7 separate regions of the Mus musculus genome follow, and regions 2, 3, 4, 5, 6 and 7 are each linked to region 1. The links are chromatin contacts, called in public promoter capture Hi-C maps. All regions are on one chromosome and are shown on one strand. Each heading gives the region's core, a stretch centred on a gene start, on an enhancer-like site or on the middle of the called end of the contact. The rest is flanking DNA. Distances are from core to core; before and after follow the strand shown. Region 1 holds the start of 4921507P07Rik (RIKEN cDNA 4921507P07 gene). Region 2 holds the start of Hoxa9 (homeobox A9). Region 3 holds the start of Tra2a (transformer 2 alpha). Region 4 holds the start of Igf2bp3 (insulin-like growth factor 2 mRNA binding protein 3). Region 5 holds the start of Skap2 (src family associated phosphoprotein 2). Region 6 holds the start of Malsu1 (mitochondrial assembly of ribosomal large subunit 1). Region 7 holds the start of Gimap3 (GTPase, IMAP family member 3).

Region 1 (2,791 bases), core at 275-2,774:
GGTTCAGACAGTGGGGCAGAGCCGCGCAGCTGGAAAGGGACCTTTGTGATCTGGGAAAAGAAACTTGTGCTATCAGAAGTTGGTGTATTTCTACAAACGTCACAGCTGTCTGGGGACACTTAATTGTCTCTTTTCCATAGTCCCAGAGTGGGCTTTTATCATTTCAAGGATATTAGCCTCTGCTTCCTTCAAGGGCAGGACCCTTCTGCACAGGAGAAATGTTGGTTGTTAATCAAAAGGGGGTGTGCATTTCAGTGATGTGGAGGCTAGACTATGCTGCTTTTCGTCTGTTCCCAAGGCTGGAATTTGCCCCCCTCCCCCCGCCCGAGAGTCATCAGGGGGAGGGAGTGTTAACTGTTCTGGCTCCTCGAAGAGTCAGGAGAGTGTAAGATCTGATATGCAGGTTTCCCTTGTCTCTTAATTGGAAATAATAAATTCAAAAGACCTTTGTAAACCAAGCAGTTTTTAATATTCAATTCTGCAGAAAGCAACATAAGCACTGAGAAAAGCCAAACACTGCTGCTGTACTGATTTGAAGAAAGATGATGGCTTTTCCCCTGATACCATGAAAGTCCAGCTCCCTTCCTGTAGGCCAGGGCTTGCACCCTTCCCAAATTCTTCATCCTGTTGGTTTATGGCAAGAGCTTTATCCATAATTTAGGACTTGAGAGTGTCCCTTTCTCTGATATAGTGTTCAATAGGCTACCAGTAGATCTCCAACTCTTCTGAGCTGTGAGAAGCTGGGTGAACCACCAGCTAGTAGAAAAGATACCTCCTTGCCTTGGGCTTTTCTGTAACTCTGACGAACTTAAGAGCACATCACACTGCAAACTGTAACAATCTGTTTTTTTTTGTTGTTGTTGTTTTTTGTTTTTTTTTTTTTACACAAAGATCTTCTCTCTCTCCTTCCCAGGACCAGAGCTTTTGTTTCCCTCACACCTTGAGAAAGCATGCTCACCCACCCAACTTAGGGCAACTGTAGATCAGATAGTCTGCCAAGCCAGCGCCGCCAGAGGGCGCCTGAGGTCAGCCTATGGCGGGGCGTGAGGCAGCGGAGCCGGAGCGGGGCCTAGGACTGGACTGGTGCCCTCAGGAGGTGGGGCGAGGGAGGGAAGAGGTGGGACTTGGGTAGAAGGGCGGGACCAGGCCTGAAGGAAAAAGGCCCCAGGGACCGCGAAGAGAGGCGGGTGGGCGGGGCCTGAGAAGGGGGCGGGGCGCAGGGGCGGGGCCGAGTCTGTAGTTGAGCGCCTCTGGCACATGCAGGAGTTTAAAGGCGCTAAGACTCCGGGGCCAGGCATGAGGTTGAAGCGGAAACGCGGCGGTTCCACCTTTCCCCTAGCCACAAAGCCCTCTTTCCTCACTTCCGGCTTCTCTTCCAATTCTGGTGGTCTAAGATCCTCTGAAGGGCTCCCCGCCACACGTCGGCCAGCGCCCCACCCTCAGGATGTGTTACCTAGTGCGCGGTCACCGCCGCCGTCACAGGCAGCCTCAACCCCGCCCCGGCCTGCCCGCAGCCCTCTGGCCTTCTTCCCCCGCACCTGCCCGCACGCTCCCGGGGCCCGCAGGTGCGGAAGACCACGAAATTCCACGCCCCGCGGAGAGGAGACCCACCAGATCCCGAGACAAGAAAGGGAGACGCGGTCGGGCAGCGCTCCGGGGCAGATGTGTCAGGTGCGTGCGACCCCTGGCTGCACGGCTTCTAGGGACCGGAGTCCTCCGAAGGGACGGGCTTCTCTCCAGCGCTCTGGGGAACCCAATGTCCCCCATGAGGACAGAGGTGCGCACCACCCAGTTTAACTGCCTGAGAAACAGAATTGCAGAGCCTTGAGAGGAAGGGCTCTTGACCTGTTAATGACGAGTCTCCCTGCTTAGAAAGGCCCCCGCGCTAGAAGTTACCTGATTGTTCTTGAATATTGTTACATTTGAGGTGAGACATGAATTGTTTCACAATGTGTTCATCTTCCACTCTGCAGGTTTGCTTCAGTTTATCTCCACAGGTTTGACAGCATCCACAGACCCTCACAGCCAGTAAGAAAATAAGCCTCTGGTTTTTGTGCATCGATGAGTTGAATTTTGCCAGCAGAAACTGTTTCCTGTCCGGTCTAACCAAGGCAGTTTACAAGTCCAAATTTTCATTTTTATCTATTTACTTATCTCCAGACTAACATTTTAGGCAAGAAGCATGGAGGTAATTCACGGCAGGCCCCACTGCTGCAGGAACCTTGAAGGAGCTGACATTCTGTCAAACACCTTTTACTCTAACGGACTGCACACCCCGTACGAAACAACTATTCGGCCAACTGCTTCACAAGCCAGGTAAAACAAAAGTTAGAAAAACGCAGGAGAAAGATGTCGTTGCATTCGTGACTTTTTCTATAACACACACACACGTGAGCACTCCCATATATCACATGAAGGAGAAGGCAAAGCATGAGTAAACTACATGGTTAATCTGTTAAAACTGGAAAAGGGCTGTAGGCTATAACAAGGGAGGCATATTCTTCCACTGCATTCTACAAGTGTGTGTGTGTGTGTGTGTGTGTGTTTTGCTAGGGACTGAGTCCAGACCATGCCTGCAAGGCAAACACTACCACCAACCTACCTTTCCAGCCCTGTTCTAGAACCCTAGGATGGCCCCTTCCTTCACTTGGAGAGTGTTTTAATAGAGCACTACGGTACTAACAGCCTGCCCACCAACACCTTCTGCCAAGAAAGAATCCCAGAGTTGGTGGCAAACATGATGCTGTGTTTTGTTGTAGACCTTTCGCTCCTCATGACAGCCATGAATAGA
Region 2 (2,977 bases), core at 109-2,608, 1.6 Mb before region 1:
GACCACAGAACTCTGTTTCCCTTCCCGGCTCAGGCTGATGCCCGGGAATTGTTTTCGTTGCTCAGCCAACAACCTGTTATCTGAGTGACCAGTACTCCAGGCTCCCTCCAACTCTTCTCTGCCATTTTCTGCATCCGGGTACTGGGCTTATTTCAAAGACCAACGTTTTTGGAAGATTCTCAGTTGAGCATGAGGTGTTGTGTGGTTGCATCCATTTATTATTTCTAGATGTGTATACAACTCATCCAAAAGAAAGCAGAAATAAAAACCTGTATACTTTAGGATCATGTTTCTAGACTCACAAGGACAATATCTCCTTTTATGAATTTTCCCCCTTTTGGGCCACATGTAAACAGCTGCTTAATACTCAGTACCTAATTCTTTGTAATTTTTCTGTTTTGAGACTAAAGTTTTAAAAGTATTTTAAATTAATAAATATTAATGATATTAATGATGATGGTGATGATACATATCTTCTCTGAATACAAAAAATGAAAAAGTCAGCCAGGAATACTCTACCATTTACTATTACAATTAAGAGCAGAGTTATACTCCTGGGTTATTGCTTTAATGAAAACCTGAACCTCAGAGGACTACCGGATATTTAGAACACCTTGGGTTGTGTTGGGGGTGTGTGTGTCTTGGAGGAATTTGCAGGGAAAGGAAAAATATTAGGGGGAGGGGACTGAGGCAGTCAGGACAGGCCACATCCAGTTCCTGGCGCTGACCACTTTCTTCTTCCTGCCGACAAGCGAGGGGGTGTGGATCCCGGGAGCTTCCCAGCCCCTCTCTGGTGGAGAGCCTAATATTTGGGGGAATCTGTCAGAGCGTTGGAAAGTGTCTCCTTGAACTATTTCTGAGGAAGAAAGCAAAAACAAAGATGGAAATGTCTCGGGTCAGCATTTTTGTGGATAGTGAAGTAATGAGAAACATACTCTTGGAAGGCACAAAATTCACACGTGAATTTAATTACACAGTTTCTAAGAGCTGTTGCTTTGTGTTCCAGATTGGGATGGGGCCACCGCCCCTCCCATTAACAACAGTGGCTGTGGCCTTCTCACTTTTTTTCTCTTATTCCCAAAGATTCTAAGGGGTGAAAAATAACATCCTCCATTTGACCAAAGGATGAGATTAAAGTCAATGTCCAGTGTTCCTCCCGGGTTAATTTGTAGCACTGGACTTGAGCTGTAGTTTGACTATGGGATCTCTGTTGTTCTGTTTCAAGGATAACCAAGGCAGGGGCGCTGGAGATGGGGGCGGGGGGGAAAGAGAGGAAGGGAGGGAGGGGAGTAACAAAAGAAGGAAAAGGGGAATGGGAAGGAAGGGGAAAAAAAGTGGGGTGATAGAGGAATAGGAGGAAAAAACAGAAGAGGGAAGGATACCAGAGCGGTTCATACAGGGCCCAGAAACTAGGCGAGGTGACCCCTCAGCAAGACAAACACCTCTTGATGTTGACTGGCGATTTTCCCCATCTCCAGTCTGGGGAGCGGGACTAGGCATACAGATGATGGAGCTTAGAACCCGCTGGCTAGGGAATAAAATTCGCTGGGCAGTTTGTGCTCAAAGAAGTGGGCCAGGGCGCTTGTGACACAATCAGGGCGTTTGTGACACAAACCCTTGAGGGTTGGCAGTTCTCTCCTTGGCGGTTGCTCTGGTTGCTCTGTGGGGCCTTCCCTGTGGAGCAAGGGTGATCTGGCCGATGTGCAAGCGCCTGGCTGGCTTTCCAGTCTGACTAGGGTCGGTAGCCCATTTTAGGTGGTTGTATCATCGACGGTGCGTCGCGACAGGGGCGGTGGTCACTCTGTTTGAGGTGGAGAGAGCCTTGTATTTGACTTTTCTAGGCCGGCCCTGGGGGCGCGCGCGGGCGGGGGGCTCACATCTCTGAGGACTGCAAGGATTATTTACAGGGTATTCACCAACCAAACACAACAGTCTAATTTAACCTTTCCAAGTCCTCATAAATTTTTACAGGGAGCCACAGCGAGGCAAACGAATCTGTTGGTCGCTCCTGACTTTCCACCAGCCTGTGTGGCTTCCGAAACAATAACTCCTTATGAAATATCATAAATATAGATTTAAATACAGTAGAGTGAGAATGCGATTTGGCTGCTTTTTTATGGCTTCAATTATTGTCTAATTTTATGTGAGGGGCTCTGCTGGCCGTGCTCACACGCGGGACCCGCGCCTTCCTGATGGCGTGATTAATTGTGATATAAAATAGTCCGCTTAAGAAGTGTGTGTGTCTGGTATGTGTGTGTGTTGGGGGGGTGGCAAGGGAGAGTACAGAGGCAAGGCCAGATTTGATCTTTTAATCTTCGTTGGCCACAATTAAAACAAACCAGATCGTGGAGCTGCGCGATCCCTTTGCATAAAAACATATGGCTTTTGCTATAAAAATTATGACTGCAAAACACCGGGCCATTAATAGCGTGCGGAGTGATTTACGCGTTATTGTTCTGCCGGGCGGACACGTGACGCGCGTGGCCAATGGGGGCGCGGGCGCCGGCAACTTATTAGGTGACTGTACTTCACCCCCCCCTGGTGCCACCAAGTTGTTACATGAAATCTGCAGTTTCATAATTTCGGCGGGTCGGGCTGGGCCGGCCAGGCGCGGGCTACTGCAATGGCCACCACCGGGGCCCTGGGCAACTACTATGTGGACTCCTTCCTGCTGGGCGCCGACGCTGCTGATGAGCTGGGTGCGGGACGCTACGCTCCAGGGACCCTGGGTCAACCCCCAAGGCAGGCGGCAGCTCTGGCCGAACACCCCGACTTCAGTCCTTGCAGCTTCCAGTCCAAGGCGGCGGTGTTTGGTGCCTCGTGGAACCCAGTGCACGCGGCGGGCGCCAATGCGGTGCCTGCTGCAGTGTATCATCACCACCACCACCCCTACGTGCATCCCCAGGCGCCCGTGGCGGCGGCGGCGCCGGACGGCAGGTATATGCGCTCCTGGCTGGAACCCACGCCCGGTGCGCTC
Region 3 (2,893 bases), core at 59-2,558, 1.3 Mb after region 1:
CAGCGGTTAAGAGCACTGACTGCTCTTCTGAAGGTCCTGAGTTCAAATCCCAGCAACCACATGGTGGTTCACAGCCATCCATAATGAGATCTAACACCCTCTTCTGGTGTGTCTGAAGACAGCTACAGTGTACTTACATATAATAAATCTTTTTTTTTTTAAAGAGTTTGATAACTAGCTCTCTGACATTTCTGATAGGCTCTCTTTTTATATCTCAGGTTGGCTGGAACTTCCAACAGTCCTTCCTTCTAGACGCCTAAGTGGTGGGATCACAGGCACAGATCACCACACCCAGCTATTTCAGGTCTTTGTGAATTCATTATTTGTGCTGGTGTTCCTTATTTTTCTAGAGCAAGAAGTATGGATACTAATGTTGCCAAACAATATATTCCCCCAATTTATTTTTATTTATTTACATGTTCTACAGTGTTGAGGACTAAACCCAGAGCCTAGTACATGCTAGGTGTGCTGGATAATTTTCTATCAACTTGGCACAGATAAGGTCACCTGAGAGGAGGGAACTTCAATTAAAATGCCCCCCGCTGTGGTGGGAGCTCATGCCTTTATTCCCAGAACTTGGGAGGCAGAGGCAGGCAGATTTCTGTGAGTTCCAGGCCAGCCTGGTCTACAGAGGGAGTTCCAGGACAGCCAGGGTTACACAGAAACCCTGTCTTGAGGTTTGGAAGCAGAGAAGAGTGAGAAACTCATGGCTTTTCAGTATAACCCCATCTGTGTATATATTGTTATTTCAACGTTTAAAAGGGCAGATACTAGCCGGGCGTGGTGGCTCACGCCTTTAATCCCAGCACTCGGAAGGCAGAGGCAGGCAGATTTCTGAGTTCGAGGCCAGCCTGGCCTACAAAGTGAGTTCCAGGACAGCCAAGGCTATACAGAGAAACCCTGTCTCTGTAAAAAAACCAAACCAAAAAAAAAAAAAGGGGGGGGGGCAGATACTGGGGATAAGGAAAACTCAGCTGGAAAAGTCGGTTTGTTTGTTGGGTTTTTGTTTGCTTGTTTTTGGTTGGTTTGTTTTGCTATGCAAGAAAGACCTGAGTTCCATACCTAAAGAGAACAAAACCAAAAAAACTCAAGAACAAAACCCCACAGGCAAAGCCAGGCGATGACACACGCCTTTAATTCCAGCACCCGGAGGACAAACCGACCCAACGCCAAACAGCAAGCTCTTGAAACCCGCCAATCTCCCGCGCTAGGCCAGGCGGACACAAAGCCTCCCGGGGCGGAGGCGGGGTTCGCGACGACGTCATCACAGGTCCGCCCCTTGACGTCAGGCGCCGGGGACACCAGGAGGTTTCTGGCGGCACGGGCGCCATTTTGCCTGAACGTGCGAGCTGGTGGGAGTGGAACGCACTGGCCGTTGTAGCCGTCGCCTTCTTCCTCCCCACAGTCCGAACAGCGCGGTGACTAGGCCGTCGGCCCTCGAGCCGAGACATATCTCTTATTTAGTTCTCGGGAGCGCCTGGCCGACATGAGTGATGTAGAGGAGAACAACTTCGAGGGCAGAGTGAGTACAAAGCCGCGGGAGCCGTCTTCGGCGGCGGCCCGATGCTCCGGGGCTCGGGGACGAGCGCGGTCGGTCGGGCGAGGTGGCGGGGCCCTCAGGAGCAGCCTTGAGGGCCACCGCGAGCGCGTCACGTCCCAAGATGGCTTCGGGGTCCCCCTGCGTGCCCAGATGCCCCACTAGCCCGCAGCGCTCCTTTCTGGCGGCTGACTGGTACCTGGCCTGGTCCTATCCTCTCCTGTCGCTCCCTTTCCTCTCAGCTTCCCATCTCTGCTCCGAGGTGCGGGTCCCCGGCGCGGTGGGGCAGGAGGCGGCGGGGCGCTCCCTCCGGCCGGATAGTGGTAGGTGCTTCCTGCGGTGGCATCTCGGGCCACCACCACCCCTCCTCCGGCCATCGCAGCGGGGTCTCGGGGTCAGAAGTGCGCGGGGCTGCTGTCCGGGCGGGGAATCGCTGGCGCGGGACTAGCTGGGGCCTGTTGTCTCCTTGGCTCTCTGTTGCAGTGAGCGGCCGCGTCTCCGTCGGAACCGGCGGCGTCGCGTCTGTAAAGGCGAAAGCCTTGAGGTTGAAGGTGGGACGAGCCCAGTGAAGTGGTTAGTCAACGACCGCAGCGACCCTTAAGAGTCCTTAAGACGAGAGCGAGCGGGGAAGGGAAAACTACGCAAGAGCCTTTCCCCTTAATGTCCTCTTTCCTTTCGCTTCTAAATGAATGTGGAAATGCAGTGACGCCTGTTTTCCTAACAGCTAGATGTTGGGTTCTTTATGTCTCAACTTCCAAAGCTTTCCTTCCTGTGACCATTCCTCTGAAAACTCCTTTACAGATCTTTATGGCTAAACTGCCAAGACATCTTACTTTAAACCTTACGTAACTGAACAAATTTCTTGCCTCAGTTTTCAAAAAAGAAAAGAAAAAAGCTAATCATTGTTAACTCAAAAGATTATACCTGAAATTTACAGACCCTCCCCCGTTTTTCTCACCCATTCCCCGGAAAAGGGACTCAAGACTTTGGTTATCTGAGGTCTTGTGAGTATAAACCGTATATTCACAAAGCTTGAGTATATTATTAGAACGTTACCGGTTTTTGAGTTTTATTCCGAAGTTACCCTAGTATTGGAAATTAATGGAAGTGAGTCCTGGTAAAACCATGGAAGGAAAAAAAAGGGAAACAAAAGTCCCATGGTACTCGAGGGCTGGCAGTTGTGTTGGTATTCTAGTGGAGGAGGGGCGGGTGGAAAAAAGCCGCTGGAGGGCTTTGCTGAAGGAAAGAATTTGTCCCTTTTGGAAGCTCGGGATTTAGACACCTGTACTCTGTCAGTCAAGTCATATACGGTCAGTTAGGGTTTTGATCTTGAGAAAAGAGGGTGCATTTTGTTTG
Region 4 (3,112 bases), core at 400-2,899, 1.4 Mb after region 1:
TTAAAAATTCACTTCCAAAGATGTTCTTTCCAGATTTCCAATAGTTCTGAATACTGTCTCATAATTTCATAAAGACCATTTTACTAAATTAAACTTAGGTGAAAATACTATTAAAGTTTGTTTTCATTTATACAGTTGGGTTTGCTTAGCAGGAAAGAAAAACCTGTTAGAAAGAATAGTTGCATTGAAAATGGGTGATCTGACACCTTCCGGTTACTTCACACAGAATTGTAAGTTCCTTTTAAAGACAAAATGCAAATACTCTAGATCTTTCAATAATTTCACGTTTTAAAAACAAGCTGCTACTTGTTTTTCTGTCAGAGATAAAGTATTATTAAGTTTTTTTTTTGAAAGAGAACACCATATCAAATTATCAATTGCTGAAGGCGTTTGTAGTATGAAGCACATATTTTCTCTATTCACATTTTTCAACTTGCGAGAGTAGCAAAACATTAGATTTCTGCCTGTATTTTCAGGCTATATAGAGCTTAATTTCAGTCATCCAAACCCGGCAATTTCTCTTTTCCATAAAATGCCTGTTAAAAATATATCACAAGTTATCTTTGAAGCCTTTGAGTAGAGCACACAACCATTAAGCCACAGTTGAAGGTTTTCACAAGGACAGGGGTACTGCCCTTTTTTCCCTATTCCTGTTCTCCGGCTCACATTTAGTAGGATCAGGAAGGCTCCACCGGGCCCAGACCCAACCCCCCAACCACCATTGTGCTCGTTACCTACAGGGAAAATTATGAATGGCTCTCACAGTCAAAGGAAGGCGGAAAGAGCCGAGGAATAGTTTCCCAGCGCGGCCGCCACCTTAGGCTGACGCTGAACAGGGTTCCCTTAGAGTCCCAAGTTCTTTAACAAAAATTATTTAAATAAAAGTATCAGTCCTCCCCCACACCCAGCCCTCCCCCTTCGAAAAACCACAGGAAGCGAGGGTTTCCCTTTAAGTACCGACTTTTCCCACTCGGCCACCCCCAGCCCCACAGCCTCCGCCCCGCGCCCCTCCCCCACGCGGCCAGCCCGCCCCCGGCCTCATTTATCCAGAGTCTTCTCGTAGCCGAGCAGCCAATGAACGGCGAGGCGGAGAGCCACCCGGAGCGCAGGCGGAGGAGGTGTCGCGTAGACACCCGCCCAGGACGTCGGCTCCCCTCCCCCACGCCGGCCCGGGCCGCCCCGCTTGCTCGGTCCCCGGGGCCCTCGAGGGGAGCGGCGCTCTGCCCCCGGGTTCTACTTTCCCCGGTCATCAGAGCCACCGACTGAGTTCGAGATTGTCATTCAGATTTCGTTGTTAAGTGACCCATTTTTTAAAAATCGAATGGTTACAAACTACGGTAACTGCAACCGCGGGACCCCCTAACCGCTTCCTCATCTTAAGGAAAAAGGATCGTTCGTCTGACCCTCCCGAGGCTCGGACCCTTTGGAAACTCGCCGTGCCCATCGCGCCTGGCGCCGGCTGCAGCGGCTGGACGCTCTCCACCCCCTCCCCGGCTCCGGCTCCGGCTCCAGCTCGGGGTCCCTCCTCGCCCAATCTCGCTTCCCCTCCCCCTCTCGCTTTTTTTTTTTTTTTTTTTTTTTCTCTTTCCTCCGAAACCCACTCTAATTGAGGCGCTGGGATTCCTCACGTGAGACGTTGATTTGTAGTTTGAACACGTGGCTCATTCAAAAAGCCGGACACTCGGAGCGGCTGCCCCCGCCCCGCTCCCCTCGCCGCTGCCAGTCACCCCTCGGGGTTTTTTTTTTTTACGGGGAGGCGGCGCCTGCCCCACGTAGTGTGATATTTTCACAGCCCGCTGGCCGCTGCCAAAGGGGTTGGGGAGGAAGAGACAAAAAGTAGTTTCCCCCCGCGCCTCCTCCTTTCTCTCGCTAATCCCGCCTCCTCCCCAGAGTTAGGAAGACTCGACGCTGGGCTCGTCGCTAGGCTTTTTCTTTCTCTCTTTTTTTTAATACCCAGAAGAGGAAAAAGGACCCTGGGATCTGGTTTTCGCCCGCCGCTCCCGTGCTTGGGTCACTGTGTGGGTTTGAAAGCCAAGAGGAGAGGAACAAAATCCACCGGCTCCATCCTCCGCCGTGGGTGCTTTTTTTAATTTAGCATTTTCCTCGGGTTTTAAAACGACCCCTTTTCACAATGAACAAATTGTACATCGGGAACCTCAGCGACCACGCCGGCCCCGCGGACCTGGAAAGTGTCTTCAAGGACGCTAAGATCCCGGTGGCGGGCCCCTTCCTGGTGAAGACGGGCTACGCGTTCGTGGACTGCCCGGACGAGGGCTGGGCCCTCAAGGCCATCGAGGCGCTTTCAGGTGGGGCCCGCGCGCGTGGTCGGGGCCTCCCCGTCTCCGCAGCTGCCATCCGGGACCCCGCTTGCGGGGCGGGTGGGGGTGGGGAGGGGGACGCGCTGTCAGTCGCGGGGCGCGGCGCGGCGCGTGCTGCAGGCCGGGCCAGGCGGGCCTTGGGGCCCAGCGTGGACGCCCGCCGGGCCCTCTGTCTGGTCGCTGTCCCCCAGCCGTAGAGAACAGAAAGTGGCCTGAGCCTACGCCCGGGGGGAGGCCGCGTCCAGGCGGTCCCGCTCCACGCCGCCGCGTCCACCTCGCGGGGTCGTTAGAGCGAAAGGGGCAGGTGGGCGGCGGCGGCCGGCTGTTGCCAGAACGGCAGCCCTGCCACGCGCGGCGCCGCAGTCCCGGCCCGTGCGCGCAGCCGCGGCCCGGGTGTCTGAGTGCGCTCTGCCTGGATGCCCGAGGGGAGAGCAGCTGTCCGTGCCTTTCGGTTTCCACCGTCCCCAGCTGGACTCGAGGCCGGCGCCTTGATGGGTCAGCGCGCGTGGACCAGCACCCCGGCCGCCCAATCTCCTCCTGGCACCCTGGCTCTTTAATCCCATCGCCCAGTGCTCCAGGCCAACCTGGATGTGGACCAGAAAGAAGGCCGCGCGCCCCCATGGCAGGCTGTTTGTTGGGGGTGTGTCTCTTGCAGACCTTGGGGTGCGGGGTGGCCCTTGGAGGGGGTCAGGAGGCGAAAATTGCAACCCAAGTGGTGAGCCTGACTCTTGCTCTCCCTCCCCAGCTTTCTGCAAGTTAAAAAGCCACACCCACCCGAAGGGTCAGCTCTGCAC
Region 5 (2,807 bases), core at 97-2,596, 1.4 Mb before region 1:
CTCTCTGCTTTTCTCTGTCTCCACTCAATTCCCCTCCCCATGCCCAAAATATTCTATACTATACTTTCCTGTGCTGGTATCTCAGCATGTCTCACAGAGACACCCCCTTCCCCCACACCATACTGTGCCTCCTACAAACATACTCCTGATTGGAGCTTTGACACAACATTCTGAGCACAACTTAGGAGAAATAAGAACAAACAAACCACTGTTTGTTTCTACCAATGTAGGTAGGTGATATTCAGATGTCATTTTGAAAATGATGTGCCTGGCAAAGGAAAGTGGAAGGTGCAACTTGATGTGTATCATTAGCCACCTTTCCAAGCATATTTTTAACTAAATACACACTTTACATTCAAAATGTTTTCCCTTGTCAGTTCCTCTCTGAAGACTCGTATCATCCTCTTTTGTATTTAAGTAGCTCTGGTAGCGTCATCTACATGACAAATATGTCTACACAGTAGGTTTTAATGGATTGTAAAGGTTGATGGCACTTGAATGTAATTATCATTTCTACACACACACACACACACACACACCACCCATTTTAAAGACTAAAGGACCCAGAACTTTTTGGATTTTAAGTGTAAACGTGTAATATTGAAAGACTCAACCTTTGCTGACTAGATTGAAGTAAATTTTATATTTTCCCTGTTCTAACCACTATTTGCAATTAAAAAATACTTAGAGCGGGCAACGGTACAGGTGGCTTTCTGGCACATTTCAGGTGCCTGACCCTAAAAGGATATTATCTAGAACTAATTCCGTCAGAGCGAGAGAAATCAACCACACCAAGAATAAGTAGGAAAGTAATGTCAGCGCCAATCAGAACGCTCCGCCGTTTTAGGACTAAGACTCTCAGGAAGGATTGGCGGAAAATGGGACTCCGTTACCTTCATCTAGTGGGACAAAGAAAGCCATGCTAGTTGGGGGGTAATGGTAGAAACTTCTTGGTGGGTTACCAGACGGGGGTTTAAACCTTGGTGGAAAAGACCAGTATTTAGATGACCCCTTAAAGGGAAAGTGCGTAAGCCTTGCGGAGGCTTTATTTTCCGGAATCCTGGAGAAAGAGAGGTGTGGCTGACATACCAGTAACGAAAATGGCGCGGACGAGCTTCAAGGGCCGGTCAGGTGACACAGCTCCAATTCGCTCCCTTCCTTCGGAGGCCTCGCCTCCTGCTCGCTTCCGCGTATGGGCGTGGCCTTCCCGGCTGTGTGTGGGCGTGGTCTACCCGGAGGCGCTTTCTTCGGACAGTCAGAAAGCAAGGTCTACGCAAGCGCAGTCAGGTTTTAAGGCCGGTCTCCCCGCCCCTTCACCCATAGCCCCGCCCAATTCTCCCGGGCGGGGAGGGGGCAGGGCCCGGCGTCCAGCGACCGCTGGCTGGAGAGCTAGTGACTTCCTTGTTGGCAGTCTCGGACGGGCCGTGTCCGGAGTCGTAGCCTCTCGGTGCTTACTCGGACCGCTATTGCGAGTCTAGGTCCAAGCCATTATCATGCCCAACCCCAGCTGTACCTCTTCTCCCGGCCCTCTCCCTGAGGAAATTAGGAACCTGTTGGCAGGTAAAGAGCGGGAAGGGGGCGGTGACGCTAGGGGCGGGGGCGCGGGGACGGCGAGCCGACAGGGACAGAAGCGCTTAGCCCTCACCCTATGCGGACGGTGGGGGGCGGGCCGTATAGGGGGACTGGGATGTCGGGACTAGAAGGGAGTGGGCGTGTATGCTGAAATGTGCTGATCCTCCCTGGACAGCCGGACAGTTATGCGTTTCATGAAGACCGGAATGTGAGGGCGGGAGATGGACAGCAAATGTTGATGAATGCATGTTTGAGAACTGCGAAAGCAGAAGTCCAAGCACTAGGTCCTGCCTGGGTGGCCTGGCCAGTAAGGATGCAGGTGCATCTGCAGGGCCGCAGGTGTTGGGAGTTAGGAGGCCAAAAGGCACTATTTCCAACCCCACCCCCATTTTCTTGAACAGTCAGGCCAAACATGTTTATAGTTTTGAAGGGTGCCCGATTTTCAAATAGCCACTATTTCTAAAGCCTCAGTAACTATTAAAAGTGAAAAAGGAAGGCTGTGTTAAAACTCCTACTTCCTGTATCATGTGATCAAGGAACTTCATCTTTGCAACCTCATCTTCCCCTTTTTGGTTTTACATTCCCATTTATAGGAACTTACTTGTAGGAGTTGAAATGCGGTTCCTCAGTTCCTCAGTTAGGTCAGTAATGTCTGGAGGTGTGTAGTTCCACTAAGCATCAAGAAAAGCTCGATAGTTCTGCACAAAATAAAAAATACATCTTTTTAGAGTATCACAAGTCTCACCTATCCTGATGGTCTTAGATACCACCATATACTTTGTCTTGTAGATGCTAACATCTGGAAATGGAATAATTTTAGTTTGGTTGTCTCTAAAACATTCCTTTCAATATAGATCATGGATTAAAAAGTTTCGCTTAGATGCCTGTGCTGTTAACTGTGTGTTTTAATCGTTAAAAACAATGTCCTCTAAAAGGTACATTTGAACTAGTAAGTTACAGTTGCAACAGTATGAGACCAAGCATCATAGAATACCTTGTTAAGCTGTTGGGTTGTTTGCATTATGTGTGGATGGAGACTTGTGTTTGTATGAACATGATGCAGGGTGAGGGTGTGCTATGTCACTCTGAGAAATGCTTCTCATCATTCATGGATAGCACTAAGAGAAATGATGAAAGAACTGTCGATGCTGATTTAAGGAAATGTTTTAGTTTCTTATATGAGAGCTTAGAGGAGTACCAGTTTGGTCTCATTACAGTTAACATTTTATGGGGTG
Region 6 (2,746 bases), core at 234-2,733, 1.5 Mb after region 1:
GAGAGCATCCTACCATCTTCACAAGGTAGTGGACCATAGCGTGTAAGTGTCGGGTGGAAGTCCCACTCCCAATCACAAAGTAGTCTGTGTATCTCATTTCTGGAGGAACCTGGATCACACAAATGTCTCTTGCATTTTCTTGCCTCAGAAGTGAAACCAGCATATCGATGTCAAACTTGGCACCAATGTGATCTGAAAATGCAGAAACGCTTGTGTCAGATGGCTGAGGAGAATACAGACCTACATTTGTCTACAGAAGCAGACTGACACGAAGTCTCCTGGAGACAGTGGAACTGCTCCCCCTACAAGTGTATTTATATCTAAAATGCTTTGGTGAACACTAGGCAGGAGGATCCCAGGTTCAATGTTAGGCTGAGCAACTCAGAAAGACAAGGTCTAAAGATTTTTTATTTTTAAACTAAAAGACTGAAGGTGTGCTTCAGTGGTGGCATGTACGTGGCCCTGGGTCCAACCCCTAATACCATCTCCATTCAAGACAAACTAAACCAACCAACCAAAAACCAGCTTAAAACTGAACCCGGACAACAGTTCCCTAAAGCACTGCTCAGCTTTCCTAGGTAGAAGGTTCAGATTACGGACACTGGATACTGCGATTACCAAACGGAAGCAGAAGCAAATGTCTTTCTATTTACTAGTACTGAAAGGAACAACACTCCACAAATGCAGAGATGCTACACAACAACCAGCGGCATGATTTGAGGGAGAGGACAATATCCTAGGGCACACGTTAAATCGAATCGCAGATTAAAAAGGTTACTTAACTATACTGTATGGTAGGCGGGTTCTCAAGACAATACCTGGTCCACAGCCTTCAACAGATATGAAGAAACGAGGCTGCTAGGACTAGTGCTACTAAGACCAACCAGTCCACCTGCTACGACCCTGGGCAGATCGTGAGACGGGGTGGATCCTGGGCTGTGAAGCCAAGAGCCGGATGTTGCCCGCTCTATGACTGGAATTTTGACGACAACACGCTACCTTAGCCTCCCTCTAGGACTCTCGGGTACGCAAAGCAAAGTTGGTGCCGACCACCTCCCAAATCCCTTCCAGCTCTGCGTCTGCGCGAATGGCTATTTCTCTTGCCCCCGAAGCGCACAGGAAAGCCCAGGGCCGCCTGGGTCAGGCCGGGCCACCAGGTGTCCTGCCCGCGTACCTGCGGGTCCGGGCTGCAGGCGAGCGTCGCCAGCGGTCCGCTCCTCGGGCTGAGGCCCATGGTGCAGGCCGCGCGTTAGGCTCGGGGTCAGGCAGGTCGCGGGCCTCGCGGGAAGCCATCGCTCTGCCAGCCGCGGAAGCCAGGGAACCGAAGCCATTGCGGGGCCGGCTCTCTGGAAGACCGCCCTGCGCCACAGCAGCGGCCATAAACGCCGCGCGGGCGACCAGCCCGGACCCATAGCTCTCGCCGCGACTTCTCTGGGGGGAGGTGGTGGAGCTTCCGGGCGGCTCCGGGATTCTACGTCACGAAGTGGGCGGGTCTGTAACCGGAAACGGTGATTTAGACGGATTGCCTGGGGAGTAGTTTAAGGAATGAGGAGGACCGTGTGGATGGTGGTGGCTTACGCTTTTACTTTCCGCACTTGGTAGGCCGAGGCAGATCTCTGAATTCAAGGCCAGCCTATTCTACAAAGTGAGTTCCAGGACACCCAGGGATACACAGACAAACCTTGTCTCTCTTTTTTAAAAAAAAGAAAGGAAAGGAAGGAAAAGGAAAAAAAAAAGTGAGCCCAGATAATCTTTATGGGGCTGGAGAAGATGGCTCTATGGTTAAGAGCACTATCTGCTCTTTCAGAGGTCCTGAGAATTGATTCCCAGCAACCACATGGTGGCTCACAACCACCTATAATAGGATCTGATGCCCTCTTCTGTCTTGTAGGCATACATAAATAAATACATCTTAAAAGGAATTAAAGGGTTCCTACCTCTCTCTCTCTCTTTCCTCTTCTTCTTTCTCCTTTCCTTTTCTCCTTCCCTCCCACTTTCTCCAGCCCCTTCAAACCCTCTCTAGCTCTCTCCTTTCTGTTTTTCCTCTCCCCCAAATATGCAGAAATTAACCCTGTCAGATAGGAATTAAGTATTTTTAGCCATTTCCCACTGTCCAAAAAACAAAAAAGCAAACAAACAAAAAACCCTAAATTCAAGAACTAGAAAGATGGCTGAGCAGTCAAAAGTACAGACTGAATTTAATTTCAATGGTATTAAATGCCCTCTTCAGATGAAGTGCACAAACATATTGTACAGACATATAAGTAGGCAAAACACCTGAACACATAAAATTAAAAACACAAAACAAAAATGAATCATACAAAAAAGAAGAAAAAAGTTTGAATGGCGGCATCAGGTATGGTTGATTGCTTTCAAATGAAAGATATGGGTCATTAAATGAAAATCTCAGTGCTGGGTTTGGGATACTATCATCCCTACATTATTGGTCAGGGCAGCTATGGGCCCACCTAAAAACAAGTGAGGCTATTTTGGTTGTCTCCCACAACTAGATGGTAAGACCATACATATTGGTGAAGACAACACTCCTTGTTTTCAAGCTGAAACTAATCTAAAACCTTCTTACCTGCTGCCCAGCTTTCATGGAGTCAGGAGGTGGCATGCAGGTCACTGGGGGAGAAAAGCCATCAGTGGACTTACCCTGAGTGATAATTCCAATGCCAGGCCAGATGCGCCCACTGAGTCAATAGTGCATGAGTTATGGGGTTAGCCAGCCAACCACCTTCTG
Region 7 (2,845 bases), core at 289-2,788, 1.8 Mb after region 1:
AGTAATAGAAGACACCTTCAGTCAGTCTTCTGGCTTTCCTGTGTTCACTCAGGAGCATGTGCACGTGCGAGCTCAGGCACATCAAAAATAAACAAACAACTCCCCCAAACCACTGTTCAATATTTCCAGACTGGGCAAAACAGAACACAGCAAACCAGCAGGTAACCAGCAGGGGGCAGTGTTTGCAAGACGTCGACGCCAGTTCCCACTCCCTTCCTACAGTTTTGAGCCTCAGGCTCTTGTTCTCATTGGCTGCAGTCTGGCTTCCTTTCCTGCTGACCGTCCCTTCACAGCAGGATGCACCTTCCCTTTGGAGGCGTGGACCAGAAAGCTGCAGTGAGAAAAGGTTCCAAACAATCCCTGAGTTCTGTGAGGAAGAAATCACACTGCAGGAGCTGAGGTGGATTCAGGAACCCACAAGAGCATACATGTCAATTAAAACAACAAAACAAAACAACAGCCAGGCAGTGGTGGCTCACACCTTTAATCCCAGCACTTGGGAGGCAGAGGCAGGCAGATAGTTCTGAGTTCAAGGCCAGCCTGGTCTACAGACCGGGACAGCCAGGGCTACACAGAGAAACCCTGTCTCGAAAAAAACCAACAAACAAAACAAAACAAAAAGCTAAGGATATGAACATGCAGGTTATAGGAACAACATCTATATTCATTTCACCCAAATAGATCCCATATCCCACTCTCCTCCTTGAACATTCTTTTGTTTAAAAAAAAAAAAAAATCACCCAAACTTGGGATTGGAGGGATGGCTCAGTAGTTAAGGAGCCTTACAAGTGTTAATAGTTCCAGATCCAGGGGATCCAGCAGCCTCTCCTGGCTTCTGCAAGCACCAGGCATGTGCAGAGGGCACTTGCATACATGTAGGCAAAACACTCATACGCGGAAAAGAACAGCAAGTGAATAAAAAAGTGATCTGAACTCAAACACACGGCTAAGTGGAACTCCTCCAGGGAGGAGACCTGGCTCACTCCGGATCCTGAGTCCTGCAGGGCAGCAGGCAGAGGCACAGGGACTTGGGATTCCACTAAGTGCTGTTGCTTTGCCTAAACCATACTATAGACTGGGTAGCTAGCTTCATGGCTTCTGTGGAGACAAGGTCTGCCCAGGTGAGAAAACCTAAGCCTTGTTCTCCCATACTCTCCCTAGAAGCCAGGGTACCTTAGCCAGGCTCAAGCATGATAGCTATTGATCTGTCCAGTGGGCCCTGGAGAGAGCCACTTTAGGCTCAACTGCCACCTCAAATTCCATCTAAGAAGCTACCTCCGGATGGCAGAGGTAAACAGCAGAGCAGAAGAGATGCATGCTGTCTGCCTGGTGAGGAGGAGCAGAAGCTAGAGTCTTGGGTTGCCCATGCTTTTAGACTTCTAGATTCTCTTAGGCCCATAGAGAATACTTTGTACACAAACATCTCAGTGGTGTGGCCGATGAGGGTGGAGCAGGAAGCAGAACTTTTTTTTTTTTTTTAAATCAACCTTTTCCACTGGCTGCCTTCTTCAGTGGCCCTCAGAGCACCCCTTTTCAGAGAAACTCATGTACATCACCCTTTCCCACCCCTCAGGAGACACCGTCTTCCTCCCCCTGGAAGACAGATCTTGTGAGCTGGCCTTCACCTCTTGTAGCTCTTGTACTTTTACGAAAGACTACAAACCAATGTGAGAGGCTGCCTAGGCCTGGAAGGTAGCTCCACAGTGGCTATAGATCTTGAATGGAAAGATCCTCAGGAACTCACCAGGTAACAGGGATCTTGTGGTGTGTGTGTGTGTGTGTGTGTGTGTGTGTGTGTGTGTGTGTGGTGTTCTTCTATCCTGCTCACCCTTAAATCTACCAGTAACAATTAGTGTCAACCTGAAGGGAAAGACAACTGATCTTTTTTCATAGACTGTAGAGAAATTCCTGTTCCCCAGGGACTTTTAGTCTTGTCTGTGGAACATCAGTGAGTTTTCTCCCTCACAGAACAAGGCTAACACACCACTGAGGACTCAGGAGAGGTGGACTCTTAGACATTCTCCTTGCTTTCCAAGGGCGAAAGGGAGCAGACAAGCTTCTAAAGCAATTTCCCTAGAGCTGTCAGCCAGGCTTGTATTGAGTGTCTGGGAACCAGAGAGCAGCTGGAGGGGAACCAGTCTTTGGGACGGGGCATCAGACCGGGTTTTGTGAGCTGGGAAATTAGAGTTGTGGCAGGAAGATGGAACGTGGGCCCCATGGGTGATCTGAAGTTCATACACTACCCATCGTCCAGAAGGAACCCTAGCTGTCTGACTAGCATTCGCTTTATCCAGTCGGGGTCAGGACTCTATCAATGGATAAGAACAACCCCAGGCTCTTCCCCAGAGCCTTGGGTTCCTCGATGTTGGAGAGCAAAGGGACACCAGATGTCTTTTTCCATCACTGACTGTGGTCTGCACTCTCTGACTGGCTAAATTATCTATTGGCGTATCATCTCACTGAATCCAGTACTCACTGAGTGGCTGGACTGGCTATCTTATCTCCCCGTCCCCTGCAGGTTTAATTTTCTTTCTTTCCCATCACTTTTCTTTTTCTTGGTGAACATTCACAGTGCTGGGCAGGAGGGAATTTGTTTTGTTTTGTTTTGTTTTTCGAGACAGGGTTTCTCTGTGTAGCCCGGGCTGTCCTGGAACTCACTCTGTAGACCAGGCTGGCCTTCAACTCAGAAATCTGCCTGTCTCTGCCTCCCGAGTGCTGGGATTAAAGGTGTGCGTTCACTCAGGTTCATCTGTTCACAGAAAGCATTTGCTGTTTGTTTTGGATAAAGTAATACATTCTTTAAAGACCAGTCAAAGCAAACAGAATGAAGCTGCAGGCAGTAAAG

What was found. Promoter capture Hi-C pulls out the DNA fragments that hold promoters and counts their contacts.
Region 2: a promoter capture Hi-C map of pre-B cells shows a contact between it and region 1, with 6 times the contacts expected there. The contact joins the promoter of Hoxa9 here to the promoter of 4921507P07Rik in region 1. A contact is called at or near these places in 3 of 39 promoter capture datasets (hippocampal neurons, liver and pre-B cells), 3 of 115 datasets of contacts at active chromatin or transcription factors (astrocytes, embryonic forebrain and embryonic limb bud) and 2 of 9 other capture datasets (adipose tissue and liver).
Region 3: a promoter capture Hi-C map of liver shows a contact between it and region 1, with 7 times the contacts expected there. The contact joins the promoter of Tra2a here to the promoter of 4921507P07Rik in region 1. A contact is called at or near these places in 6 of 39 promoter capture datasets (cranial neural crest, hippocampal neurons, liver and 2 more), 1 of 484 Hi-C or Micro-C datasets (B cells) and 2 of 9 other capture datasets (adipose tissue and liver).
Region 4: a contact with region 1 is called in a promoter capture Hi-C map of pre-B cells, with 7 times the contacts expected there. The contact joins the promoter of Igf2bp3 here to the promoter of 4921507P07Rik in region 1. A contact is called at or near these places in 7 of 39 promoter capture datasets (cranial neural crest, frontonasal cranial neural crest, hippocampal neurons and 4 more) and 1 of 115 datasets of contacts at active chromatin or transcription factors (astrocytes).
Region 5: a contact with region 1 is called in a promoter capture Hi-C map of pre-B cells, with 5 times the contacts expected there. The contact joins the promoter of Skap2 here to the promoter of 4921507P07Rik in region 1. A contact is called at or near these places in 3 of 39 promoter capture datasets (hippocampal neurons, liver and pre-B cells) and 1 of 484 Hi-C or Micro-C datasets (B cells).
Region 6: a contact with region 1 is called in a promoter capture Hi-C map of pre-B cells, with 10 times the contacts expected there. The contact joins the promoter of Malsu1 here to the promoter of 4921507P07Rik in region 1. A contact is called at or near these places in 2 of 39 promoter capture datasets (embryonic stem cells and pre-B cells) and 1 of 115 datasets of contacts at active chromatin or transcription factors (extraembryonic endoderm stem cells).
Region 7: a promoter capture Hi-C map of hippocampal neurons shows a contact between it and region 1, with 2.8 times the contacts expected there. The contact joins the promoter of Gimap3 here to the promoter of 4921507P07Rik in region 1. A contact is called at or near these places in 2 of 39 promoter capture datasets (hippocampal neurons and pre-B cells).

What each region holds. Positions count from the first base shown.
Region 1 is chr6:50,595,323-50,598,113 of GRCm38.p6, reverse strand. 4921507P07Rik (RIKEN cDNA 4921507P07 gene) reads left to right here and starts at 1,524. Exons shown (of 10, transcript NM_027564.3): 1 at 1,524-1,671; 2 at 2,161-2,316. The coding sequence starts at 2,183.
Region 2 is chr6:52,225,751-52,228,727 of GRCm38.p6, reverse strand. It overlaps Hoxa9 (homeobox A9), which reads left to right and starts at 1,358. Exons shown (of 2, transcript NM_010456.3): 1 at 1,358-2,977. The coding sequence starts at 2,624. Gm52902 (a long non-coding RNA gene) reads right to left here and starts at 1,224. Exons shown (of 2, transcript XR_003956434.1): 1 at 1-1,224.
Region 3 is chr6:49,262,467-49,265,359 of GRCm38.p6, reverse strand. It overlaps Tra2a (transformer 2 alpha), which reads left to right and starts at 1,308. Exons shown (of 8, transcript NM_198102.2): 1 at 1,308-1,522. The coding sequence starts at 1,487.
Region 4 is chr6:49,213,491-49,216,602 of GRCm38.p6, reverse strand. Igf2bp3 (insulin-like growth factor 2 mRNA binding protein 3) reads left to right here and starts at 1,649. Exons shown (of 15, transcript NM_023670.3): 1 at 1,649-2,306. The coding sequence starts at 2,132.
Region 5 is chr6:52,011,088-52,013,894 of GRCm38.p6, reverse strand. Skap2 (src family associated phosphoprotein 2) reads left to right here and starts at 1,346. Exons shown (of 13, transcript NM_018773.2): 1 at 1,346-1,560. The coding sequence starts at 1,494.
Region 6 is chr6:49,072,532-49,075,277 of GRCm38.p6, reverse strand. It overlaps Malsu1 (mitochondrial assembly of ribosomal large subunit 1), which reads right to left and starts at 1,483. Exons shown (of 4, transcript NM_029353.1): 1 at 1,175-1,483; 2 at 14-192. The coding sequence starts at 1,412.
Region 7 is chr6:48,769,544-48,772,388 of GRCm38.p6, reverse strand. It overlaps Gimap3 (GTPase, IMAP family member 3), which reads left to right and starts at 1,538. Exons shown (of 5, transcript NM_031247.3): 1 at 1,538-1,747.